Regions from separate parts of the Mus musculus genome. Here region 1 is linked to region 2. A link is a contact called in public Hi-C data. All regions are on one chromosome and are shown on one strand. The core of a region is the stretch at or near the end of the contact, and the rest is flanking DNA. Distances in the headings are between cores, read along the strand shown. Region 1 has its middle 4.7 kb from the start of Gm36660. Region 2 has its middle 18 kb from the start of Gm36834.

The links. A called contact is a pair of places that touch in the nucleus more often than the background predicts.
Region 1: a contact with region 2 is called in a Hi-C map of the CH12 cell line, with 2.2 times the contacts expected there. The contact joins two enhancer-like sites. A contact is called at or near these places in 2 of 39 promoter capture datasets (liver and pre-B cells), 2 of 15 datasets of contacts at CTCF or cohesin (large pre-B cells and pro-B cells), 46 of 484 Hi-C or Micro-C datasets (the 63-12 cell line, B cells, the C10 cell line and 27 more) and 14 of 115 datasets of contacts at active chromatin or transcription factors (bone marrow-derived macrophages, cardiomyocytes, craniofacial prominence and 8 more).

The regions. Positions count from the first base shown.
Region 1 is chr12:80,087,990-80,093,449 of GRCm38.p6, forward strand. No RefSeq gene overlaps it. Among named protein-coding and RNA genes, the nearest start is that of Gm36660, 4.7 kb to the left of the region's middle. Within about 2 kb of position 3,267, at least 26 of the 459 cell types and tissues checked have an H3K27ac peak or open chromatin away from gene starts, as enhancers often do. A contact at or near this core is called in B cells and the CH12 cell line, where this site is marked.
Region 2 is chr12:79,998,960-80,004,546 of GRCm38.p6, forward strand. No RefSeq gene overlaps it. Among named protein-coding and RNA genes, the nearest start is that of Gm36834, 18 kb to the right of the region's middle. Within about 2 kb of position 2,937, at least 70 of the 459 cell types and tissues checked have an H3K27ac peak or open chromatin away from gene starts, as enhancers often do. A contact at or near this core is called in B cells and the CH12 cell line, where this site is marked.

The DNA.
Region 1 (5,460 bases), core at 2,017-4,516, 89 kb after region 2:
GATGTGTCTAGCATACACAAGGCCCTGGATTGGATCCCAAACACCTCAAACTCATCTGTAGTCCCAGCACTTGAGAGAAGATCAGGAGTCCAAGGTCATCCTTACCTACATAACAAATACATAGTGGGCTAGGCCTGAGTCAAACAACAAAGAAAAGCTTTCCATGTCGCTGGCTTTGTTACTGTTCATTGGGAGAGTATTGGACTCTTTGTCCTAGACAGAATAAATTTGCCCATGTGGTATGCTTTGACCAATGAGGCATGTGTAGAAGTGACAGCTGCTTACCTATGGTGACATTGTATGGTGACTGGGTAGTTCGTCTTATCATGCTCTTTGCCCTACTGTTTATGAAACTGTGTTCCAAACTGATATGTACCACAGTCACTCCACTAAATGAAAAATGATAAGTTGGACTGCAGAGGCGACGCTACAGTAAAGATCATGGCTGTTCTACCAGATCAATTCCCAGTACCCACATGGTGGCTCACAACCACCAGTGACTACAGTTCTAGGGGATCCAACACCCTCTTCTGTCCTCCACAAGCACTAAATTCACAAGCTATACACAAACAAGCCTGCTGGCAACACCCCTCAACACATAAAACAAACAAGTTATAACCATAAGAAAAACCTTTGAACTGTTGCCAGCTCATAACGACTTAAAATATTGTTGGAAAATAACCTTTTTGTCACCAGAGCACATCTTGAGTTCATGTTTGTTGGCTAGATGTGGCCCAGGAAAATTGATCTTCTTTCTGTTTATTTCTCTTTGGCTTCTACTGAGGAATGATTGGGCCATGGAGACAACAGTGGGAGAAGTGCAGAGAAGGGAAGTCATTCTGTGAATGACTTCACCCTGTGACAGGAACCTGGCATTTTATCCGCTCGTTTTACCTCTGCTAAGATTAAAATCAGGACCCCATAGAATGGAACACAGGGCTCCCAATATAGGAGCTAGAGAAAGTACCCAAGAGCTGAAGGGGTCTGCAACCCTGTAGGTGGAACAACAATATGAACTAATCAGTACCCCCAGAGCTCATGTCTTTAGCTGCATATGTAGCAAAAGATGGCCTAGTCAGCCATCATTTGGAAGAGAGGCCCCTTGGTCTAGCAAACTTTATATGCCCCAGTATAGGGGAACCCCAGGGCCAAGAAATAGGAGTGAGTGGGTAGGGGAGCAGGGTGGGGGGAGGGCATAGGGGACTTTTAGGATAGCATTTGAAATGTAAATGAAGAAAATATCTAATAGAAAAAAATATGGGAAAAATTTTTAAATTTTTTTTTTTTAAAAATCAGGACCCCTTTCGATACTATTGAACACAGCTGAGTAACATTATCATTGTACATATGTCGTTGATTGACTGATGGATTGGGAGACAAGGTGACTTTTGGTAAAGTGCAATGACAATCTGCCAAGAGCCCTGGTCCCCTAAACACCAGTACAATACCATTCCTGACACAACCTTAGACTTCTTCAATTCACATAGTAGACATGTCTGCCAGAGAGGCTCCTGACTCCAGGACCACTGGAGAGAAGCCTGCTACCAGGAGGGCCAGAAGGGCCTGATTGCCTACTGGATCCCAGCCTCCAAGGGCAGTGGTTTGAGGAGAGCCTTGTTCTCTGGCTTGTTGGTCTTACACTAGCTTCAGACCCTTCGTGGAATTGTCCCTTCAACCAGGAAAGTCAACGATACTCACCTAAGAAGATTTTAACTCTACCTAGGTCTGAGCAATGGCAGATAAATACAGTCAGTCCTCTGCAGCAAAGATGAGGGAACACAGAGCACCTTTGTGGTGCCTGAGGCCAACTGCATGCAGCTACTTCTTTCTCCACTTTACTGAAACAAAGTGAAGAACTGGGATCCCCCAGGGAGCTCTCCCTTGAGAAGGTCTCCAACCAACCTCCCAAAAGGGCTCCTCCTGGGGCCTCACTCCTTCCACTAATCAAGGTTTCCTCTGTTTCTTCTGTATCCCATAGGTGCAAGTAGGTTTTGGGAGACATTTATTCATTCAATTCCTGAACAAGACAAGTTAGGATCATCTCCTGTATGTCTAGGCTGTCCATCTACAGCTATCTCAGCACAGCACATCCATAGTCAGTGCCCCTCTGCATTGGTACCTGGATATTGGACTATTGTCCATCCATAGAAGAATCCTCCTAGCCTAGCACAGCCACTCAGACACAATTGCTGTTGGTCTTTACTAGTTCGGCTTGATGTTTTGCATGCTTTCTGCTTGGCTGGTTTTTATGCCACAGCTCCCTTCAGAAGGTCTCCAATTCTACAGATGAAAAATTTAAGGCTCAGAGAAGTGAGATGCCTTGACCAAGGTCACCTATTTTACAGAAGGCAGAGAGGGCCACGAGATTAACTCAGGTCTATCTGGTACCCAAAACCATGAATTCTTCTAGATCAGCTGCCTCCAAAATCTCAGAGTACAAGTAACACGGGAAACCCTCTGGGTCCGGGGCTACAAAGACCATTTTCTCTCTCTCTCTCTCTCTCTCTCTCTCTCTCTCTCTCTCTCTTACACACACACACACACACACACACACACACACACACACACACTTTTCCTACCCACCATTCCACCAGAGAAGCCCAGTTCTTCTGGGACCCAGATAGGGGTCTCAAAGCCCAAGCACAGAACTTTCTATTGCTGTTCTGGGAGCATGGGAAGCGGGTGTTTTTCTTCCTGGAGGCCTGGGTGGCTGTTTCCTACCGTGATCTGCCCTGGAGAATGGCCGGAAGAAGTGGCTTCCGGCTGAGGCAGTCTCTTCCCACCCAACAGAAAAAAAAAAGGATTTTTTTTTTAATCCAAAGTAGCAACTACTTTGCTTTGCACTCGGACAGTGAGAAAGAGTCAGGAATGGATGAGCTTGGGGGAGTTATTACATTTGCTTTTAGTATAATTGATCTGATTAATTGTATGAGTTCACATTTGTGTGAGTTCACACTTAATAATGGTTGACTCACAAAATACCTGGACATTTAGCAATCTGCTCTCATGAGCCAATACAATAAAGAACCAATTACTTCTTAAGGCTGTTGTAAAACTAATGGGATAATGCCCATGTCCTCTAGCCGGGTGCTGGAACCAGCTGAGCCATATTGGGCAAATTTCCTAACCACTCTGTGCTTCAGGTCTTGGCCATCTCTAAAACGAGGCTGTTGCCCGAATCATAAGTGAGTGTGCATATGAAGAACCACAGTGAGACCTGGTGACAATAGTGCTCACAAAGGTACAGGCACTGTCCTGGGCAGCCCCTCCCAGCCTGTACAAAGCTGGTATGCAAAGCATTTCCCTTGCCTCCACCTCATCTGAGCCCCACTCCTGTCGCCCAGCAGGTGGTTGCTGATATTCCTCCAGGCGCTTCCAGAAGAGGGTAATCTAGCCGAGGCAAGCGAGAGAAAAATTACCTAAGAGTTCTGTGAGCGAAGCAACAGCAAAGCCCGTTGTTGTGGGGGCATATGGGAGATACCCAGTGAGCCTTTCAGATAATGAGAGTTAAATTTCATCGAACAGCCCCACTACCTGCCCGAGGGGACTGACCCATCTCTGGATGATCTGGACTGTGTCTGGAAGCAGCTGCTATAAATGAGTTCTCTGCACGAATTTGAAAGGTAAACAGAAAGGCATAGCTCCTGCAGTGTGCTTTCTGCTACCCAGCAGACAGATGCAAGTTGCCATTCTCCCTGCTCTGATTCTTTCCTGGAGATGGACAACAGGTGGCGATGGCCCTATCAACCCTGTGGCTGCCCAAACTTCCTGCAGTGTTTGTGCTGTGGAAGAGGAGAGGCTCCTACGCTGGTCAGGGTAGGCTGGAGGGGTGGGAAGGTTTCACAGGATGAGGGGATAAGGAAGGGAGATTGAGGCTGACTCCTTGCTAAGTATGGCTGGAAGGTGTATGACATTGAGGGATGGCAACTGTTGATCCTCAAAATTATTTCCTCTCAATGCACTGCTTGGGCACATAGAAAACTAACAATGAGGTCTGATGGTAAGTAAGAGTGTTGGGTTTACAGCCCTAGTGCCTCCATCACTCTGGGCAATTCTCCTGGCTCACAATGGCTATAAAGGGCAATTTCAAGATATCCAGAAAGTGGTACCTAGACCATGAAGAAGGTCCCTTTGGGTTCCAAGGCAAATCACAACACCACAGGTAAGAACTCTTCAGGCAGACCACCTTTGACCCCTAAACATTTGCACTCCACCTGCTTAATTTACACTTGACTTCCCAGGTAGAGATAATCCAAAAATCCCTCCTGTCTTGGAAGGGAGGGACTTTCTTTAACATTGAAGATAAGGAGGCTGGATTTCCATAGTGGAGTGCCTAGCATGCAGAAGGGTCTACATCCAGTCAAAAGCAATGACGACAAATTAAGTTGCCAAAACACAAATTGCCCATCCTTGACCTAGCTTCAGATAACTCAGCTCTTTTCTGCTCTCTGTCCACAAGGCCACTGCTGCAGGAAACACACATTGCATGCGACCCATCAAAAATGACTGCACTCTTAAAGCAGCCCAAGGAGATGAGATCTAAAAGTAGCCAGGAAGGAGGTAACACAGGATAGATACTTTCCCATCCTTGAGGCAGAGAGCTCCTGACTCCTGTGTTTAAAATAGCAGAGCACACACTGGTTTTGATTGTCTACCCATGATCATAAGATGCCAAAGGGCATGGACCATGGTAGATTATTGCAAAAATAGCTATGTGTGTTCCTCTTCCTGAACTTGCCCTCCTGAACACGACTTCGCAGTTGTTCCTATCAAGGGGACTCTTTCCTTACCCCATGACTCTGGGCTTGCCTTGTGACTTTGGCCAACAGAGGTTGATGGAGGTGGTGTGCCAGTTCCAAGTCCAGCAATCCAGACCTCTTGCCTGCCCACCCTCACTCTCTTGGAGTGCATGGCCACCCTGAGAACAATTCCCAGCTAGCCTGCAAGATCATGTGAACAGGGATGAGCTGTCCCACAGAGGCTGTCTTAAATTCCACAGCTCCCAGCCATTGGCCTTCTGACCACAGAAACACAATTAAGCCCAGCTGAGTGCAGCTGAGCCCAGCTCAAGTTGTCCACTGAATGGAAAGCTAAATAAATGGTTATTTCAGGTCCTAATTTGATGAGATATTCTATTATATAGCAAAAGCTAACTGTCTCAGGGCAGGGTTAGCTCCTCTACAAAAGCCCTGGAGTCCAATGGCGATGCCAACCTGTGCTGACACAGTGGGCACAGAAGCAGTCACAGACCCAGATCCCAACCCCTTCCTTCACACCATTTTGGTGTACAGCTGTCCAATTCTTTTTTTTTTAATTTATTTGCATTGGTGTTCTGCCTCTATGTATGTCTGTGTGAATGTGTCAGACCCCCCCCCCGAAATTACAGATAGTTGTGAACTGGAATATGGATGCTGGGATTTGAACCTGGATTCTTTGGAAGGAAAGGCCAGTGCTCTTAAA
Region 2 (5,587 bases), core at 1,687-4,186:
CTCTCCGGCCAGTCACATTTCACCCATCTATTTTTAACCGGTCAGTGTAAGGCAAAGAAAACAAGATTCCCCAAAGAGTCAGGCCCCGTGAAAGCTGGAAAGTCTGCCAATATGGAGAAATGCAGTCATTTCTGGGGGAAGAGAGACTGATTTCCTTCTTTCGTTGCCCCAGGATGCCTGTTTGTGACCAATGAGTTAGCCACTGGCTCTGCCTTGCTTGTTCTTGATCCCATTTGTGGGTCTGCTTGTTATTCCAGCACCCACCTTGACTTTGGAGACTCTACTAGTGAACTCCCATGTGCCTACTCATCCCCTGGGCTACCTGTCTCCTGTGGCAGAGCGTGATAGGCTCCTGGATGAGTGGAAACCTGTAATGAAGCATCCTGTATTCTCAGCGAGGACAAACTCGTTTCCCAGGCTCATTACCAATGCCCCCACTCCAGTGGCTCCTGAGAGCCATGCTCTTGTACTTTCTGCCTCTCCTGCTCCCACACACATAACTGCACCAAGGATAAGCATCTTTCCATCCAGCCATATCTGCCCTTCCACATGCTCCTATGTGACCCTCAACTCCCTGACCTCTGTTGCCTGAATCCCTTGAGTTAGAGAAGCAGAGATGTTTCCATGACTTTTAAGGCTCTTTTTGGCAATACAGCAAAGACAAGAGAGTGAGGGACAAAGCACAGAGTTTTAAGGCCTGACCCCAGAGTGCTGATGAAGGCAATGCCATGGGAAGGTGACCTCCCATCAGGCCTAGGGTGTCCTCAGTGTGGGACTTCTCTGTTGCTCTGCTCCAAAGGCAGGACCCAGGGTGGGTAGAAATTGAGTTTGGGATTAAAAGACGTGTGTGGCTAGAATTCCACTTCATGATTTATAGTCTAGCCCAGGCTTTCCAAAGCTGCGCTAAGAATTATTCCTGGATCAGATCCTTGCTAGTCACATCTGTGAAGCGGAAACATCAGCTTCATTAGAAATACCCTGCCTCCCCAATTCCAGGGTCAAAATTCAAGTTCTAGGTGGAAGATATAGATAATGGCTCTAGGTACGGGGAGAGGAATGTAGGGGAGACACAACAGCAGCATTTCCTACTTAGCATTTTAGCTATTCAGCATCCATCCACCTTCTTCCGGTACCCAGGTGCCACTTCTCTTTGGGAAATCCCATATTCTCTGTTGCTCTCAGCCCAAAAGTACAACCGTTACACATACAACCCCGAAACTTAAAGTATACATGTGACCCAGCCTTAACTCAATCTAGGTGTTACATTCTCTTGGGTGTAGTAATTGGTTGGGCAGTGGATATCATATCCTTCGGAGCCAAAAAGGTAACTTGAGATTACACACACACACACACACACACACACACACACACACACACACACACACACGAGACTCCTGGAGAGGAGAATGTTTCCCTTTAACTGAAATTCTGCGAGGCAGAAAGCTGGGGTTGTTGTCCTTTTATTGTCTCCTGAAACCTGGGTTTGAAGCTAGCAAGGCACAGAGAGGCAAAGAGAAGTGGAGAGTAACCAAGTTCTGGTAACATTATTTCTGCTCCAAATCCAGTTGTGTCTGATGCTAACTTGAATTCTGGGTCTTTCCATTCCATGGACCATTGGGTTTCCCTTTTGCTAAAGGAATTTGAGACAGATTTTCGGTCCTTAGCAACCAAAGAATCCTTGTATGTAGTAGTTACTCAAATGTACATTGAGAGTTGAGCAGAAGTAAGGATGCTGGCCCGCACTAGTCCTATACGGAGCAAACTCAGGTACACAGACACAGGCATGACCATGTGACTTAATGCTGGAGAGCAGCACCAAGAGGTCCCCAGATGGGACACAGAACTCCAGGCAGGAAGTCCACTAGCCAGTATCTCCTTTTTAGAATTGAATATGCTGAAAGATTAGACTATTTTCTTGAGTTTCGTCTCTGTCACACTCCACTTTGTGTACCCAAGAAAGTTGCTGCTCCCTCGTCTCAGGCATGTGTAGTTCACTATGGTTTACTCCCTTTCCTCGGGAGTAAAAAGTCTACGGTCACAAATGGCTCCTACTTTTCCCTAGTGTGTTCATCTAAGTTCTTCAGAGATTAGAACCAAGTAGATCTCTGTTTTGCTTTGATTTTGTGTTTTAAATATTTTTTGTTACTGTACAAAATAATGGATTTTGCTGTGGCATTTTCATATGTATATATTGGTATTTACTCACATAATAGTATTTAGGGGTGTGGGGGGGGATGGATTTTCAGTCAAGATTCCACTGTGTGTGTGTATGCCACATTTCTTTATCCATCCATCTGTTTGTTTGGTTTGAGACAGGGACTTACTATGCAATTAGGGTAGCCTCAATTCACTATGTATCCCAGGCTAGCCTCCAACTACCTATCTTCTGACCTTCATCCTCTGAATACTATGATTATTGGCCTATGCCAGGATGTCCAACCTAGATTTCTCTATTTCTTTATCTACTTTTTTCCTGAGCAAGCACCATCAGAGGGTTTGACCTGCTATCATCAGCCAACAGCTAGGAAACCTGAAAAGCATCCTCAGAAGAGAGAGGATGCCCACCCCTTGCCCCCCATACATACTATGAACTGAATGGTTGTGTGGACGGGCAGGACCTGCAACTTGAGCTCATCAAGAAACCTGAAGCACAACAAGGGTTTGGGGCCCTCAACAGTGCTGATCTCTTCTATTCTAGTTGAAATTAGAAAGAAGGTGTCCTTGCTGTGGTCTAGAAACAGAATCTTAGCTGTTGAGAATGAGCACAACTTAAAACTCCTTCACACACACACACACACCCGGCCTGCTATGCATGACCTGCGATCATGGGTGAGACTGCTTGGTATTTTCATACTCATGGAAACAGGGCCCTGTTGATCTCAGAGGCTCCCAGATTAAGCCTGAGTCTCTATTTTTAATCTCTCCGGAAATAAGCAAAAAAAGAGAAGTCTAATTTCAAACAGACTGGACTTTACATAGGAAATATGTAGGTCCCCTGAGACTCCTAGAAATTGTCTGAAACCCAAAGGCCCCACTTGCTTCCCCCACACCCCCTCTCCAGAGCACTAGGCCACGCCCAGGAGGCCTGGGGCTGCAAGAGAGAGTGTTTGCAATCAAAAGTCCAACCTTGGCTTGGACTGGCCAAACCAGCCCAGCCAGCTAGCCTACTGTGCCTGAGGGCAGGGGTTCTGGGTGAAGAAAGAAAGGCATTTGCCCACAGCCTGCACCCTGGCTTTGGGAGGATTCTTCTCTCACCCCCATTGCTTTTGAGTTTTCTGGTTTTTTCCTCTACTCTGAGGCTTGTCAAGTTCCAGGCAAGAAAGCATAAAAGGATTCCAAACAGCACCATCAAGCCCACCACTCTCTCTCTCTCTCTCTCTCTCTCTCTCTCTCTCTCTCTCTCTCTCTCTCTCACACACACACACACACACACACACACACACACACACACACACACACACACACAAACACACTTCCTACTCCACAGCATTCCCATCAAAATCCAATTGCACACAGTTCTGGGATCTGGAGCCAAATGAGGCCCAGTAAAAGCTTTGAAACCATTCACATGGCCCCTAGCCCTCCATAAGAGTTCCATAGTTAAAGTTCCAGCCAGAATCCTGGGCCTTGCTGGCAACCCGTGCTGCTGGGTCACTGTGGGAGGTGGGACAGGGCCCTGTAGCCTGCTGTGCCTCAGTTTCCCTGCCTGTCAGTTTAGACAACCATGACGATGGCTAATTCTGAATTGTCTGCCTGCTGGTGGGATCAGGCACTGAGGGGGGCTCAGATTTATGGCATGGAAGTCTAGGAATGAGCCAAAGTGGAGGGACTAAATTGGGTTGGGTGCCCGGCTCCCAGAAAGGCAGCCAGGGAAAATTAGACACGCTGCTGAGAGAACTATCCCGATGACTTCACAGAAGGCTCCTGCTCAGAAACAGCCACTGTGTTATTGTAACTTTCACAGCCTGGGCCAAGCTCTTCCTGGTAACGGGAAGTTTGGGATTGAAGTCGTCCGTGTACCCGGCTGTTACCGAGGTCACCCTGGGAGCTGGGGCTCTTCCAAAGGAAGCCAGCATGGGGCTTCTGGGCTTGGCGGAGTGGCTGGACAGATGGACAGTCTCTGAGTAAAAAAGTCATGGTTGTAAGGCAGGCGGGGAGGCGTGGCAAGCCCCCCTGCTGCAGCTACCTTGGTGGGAGTAAGTCTTTATGGCGTACCTCTGCCACAAAGCCTCTTGGTCTCCAGAAGCCATGTTCGCAGCAGTAAGCCAAGAGCCCAGACAGAGAAAGGGCCCAAGAACTACTACCATAGCTCCCCCACATACACCAACCCCCGGACCACAAACCTCCAGGCCCACATAATTCCCAGCAATGGATTTTCTTCTTATCCACTAAACCCTGTCCATTGCCCTTCTAGCCATTTGCTCTTTTTAATCTTCCTTTTATGCAAAAAATAAACAGCTCCGTGAAGTTTCATCCCACCCTTGTCTTCCATCGGCGTGCTTCAAATGATTACGAGAAAGCTTGGTTCACGTCGTCCAGCGAACCAGTCTAACTAGGGTTTGCCTCGTGGATGTCTACCCCTGAACTGATTTTTTTTTTCTTTCCCACCACTGCCGGCTCTCAGCCACTCATCCATCTCCTGCTCATCTCTGTTGGAAACGCGACCAGCCAGGACCAGCCAAGCCAAACAGGTGTCAGTACGCACTCAGACTCTCCAAGGATGAGAGCTCTTCTGTGGCTACCAGATTGTACCCTGACGCTGGCCAGCTCCTGGCGTCTGCCCCTGGCCCTCCCAAGATGGCAGTCTATGGGGACATAGTTCAGACACTCGATCTGGTTTCTTCCAAGTCTGGTTCCATTGGCAAAATGAAACTCCCTGCCAAGAGAAAGCCAGCTTGTCTTGTCTACGAGGCACCCATGGTACCTGGCAAGTCACCCACGCTGAGATGGCAAAGGACCCTTGGAGACTTCCACACTTGGTGAGCCATTGTGAGGAGGGAGGGAGACAAAAGGAAGATTCCCGAAGCAAATGTCAGATGCTCATAACACAGTCTTATTCTAGAAAACAGCACATGGGGCAAAGATGCAATGACAAACATAAAACAACTAGTTCTTGCAAAAGGAAGGAAGGGCAGGAGATTGTACACAGGACCTTAAAAATGTAAAGCTTCCCATAGCATGGTTGTCTCACCTCTCCAGTCTGTGTGCTACTCCTCTCTTCTGCCCACCTGAATTCACATTCACAGGCTTACACACCTGGGGGACTACTATCCCTGCCTACTTTGTTGCTGTCACCCATCTTCCAGTTTCCAACTCTGTCCTCTCTGGCATCTCATCCCGCTCCCTAACAAACCTTCCAGAGGCCTGGAGATACATTGCCTCTTCCCTCCGCCTCACATCCTGGCTACTTCCTCCCTACACTTTGTTTCCACATCAGTGGCTACCCCTATCTGTCCTCTGATGCAGATGCACAGGGCCTTGCCTTTCTAATGAGTCTCTGTATCTCCAACCCTGTCTTAAAGTATTTTTGTATGCCCCAGGGACATCTCCACAGTGCTCTGAACACTGTCAGACCTTGGACAGTGCT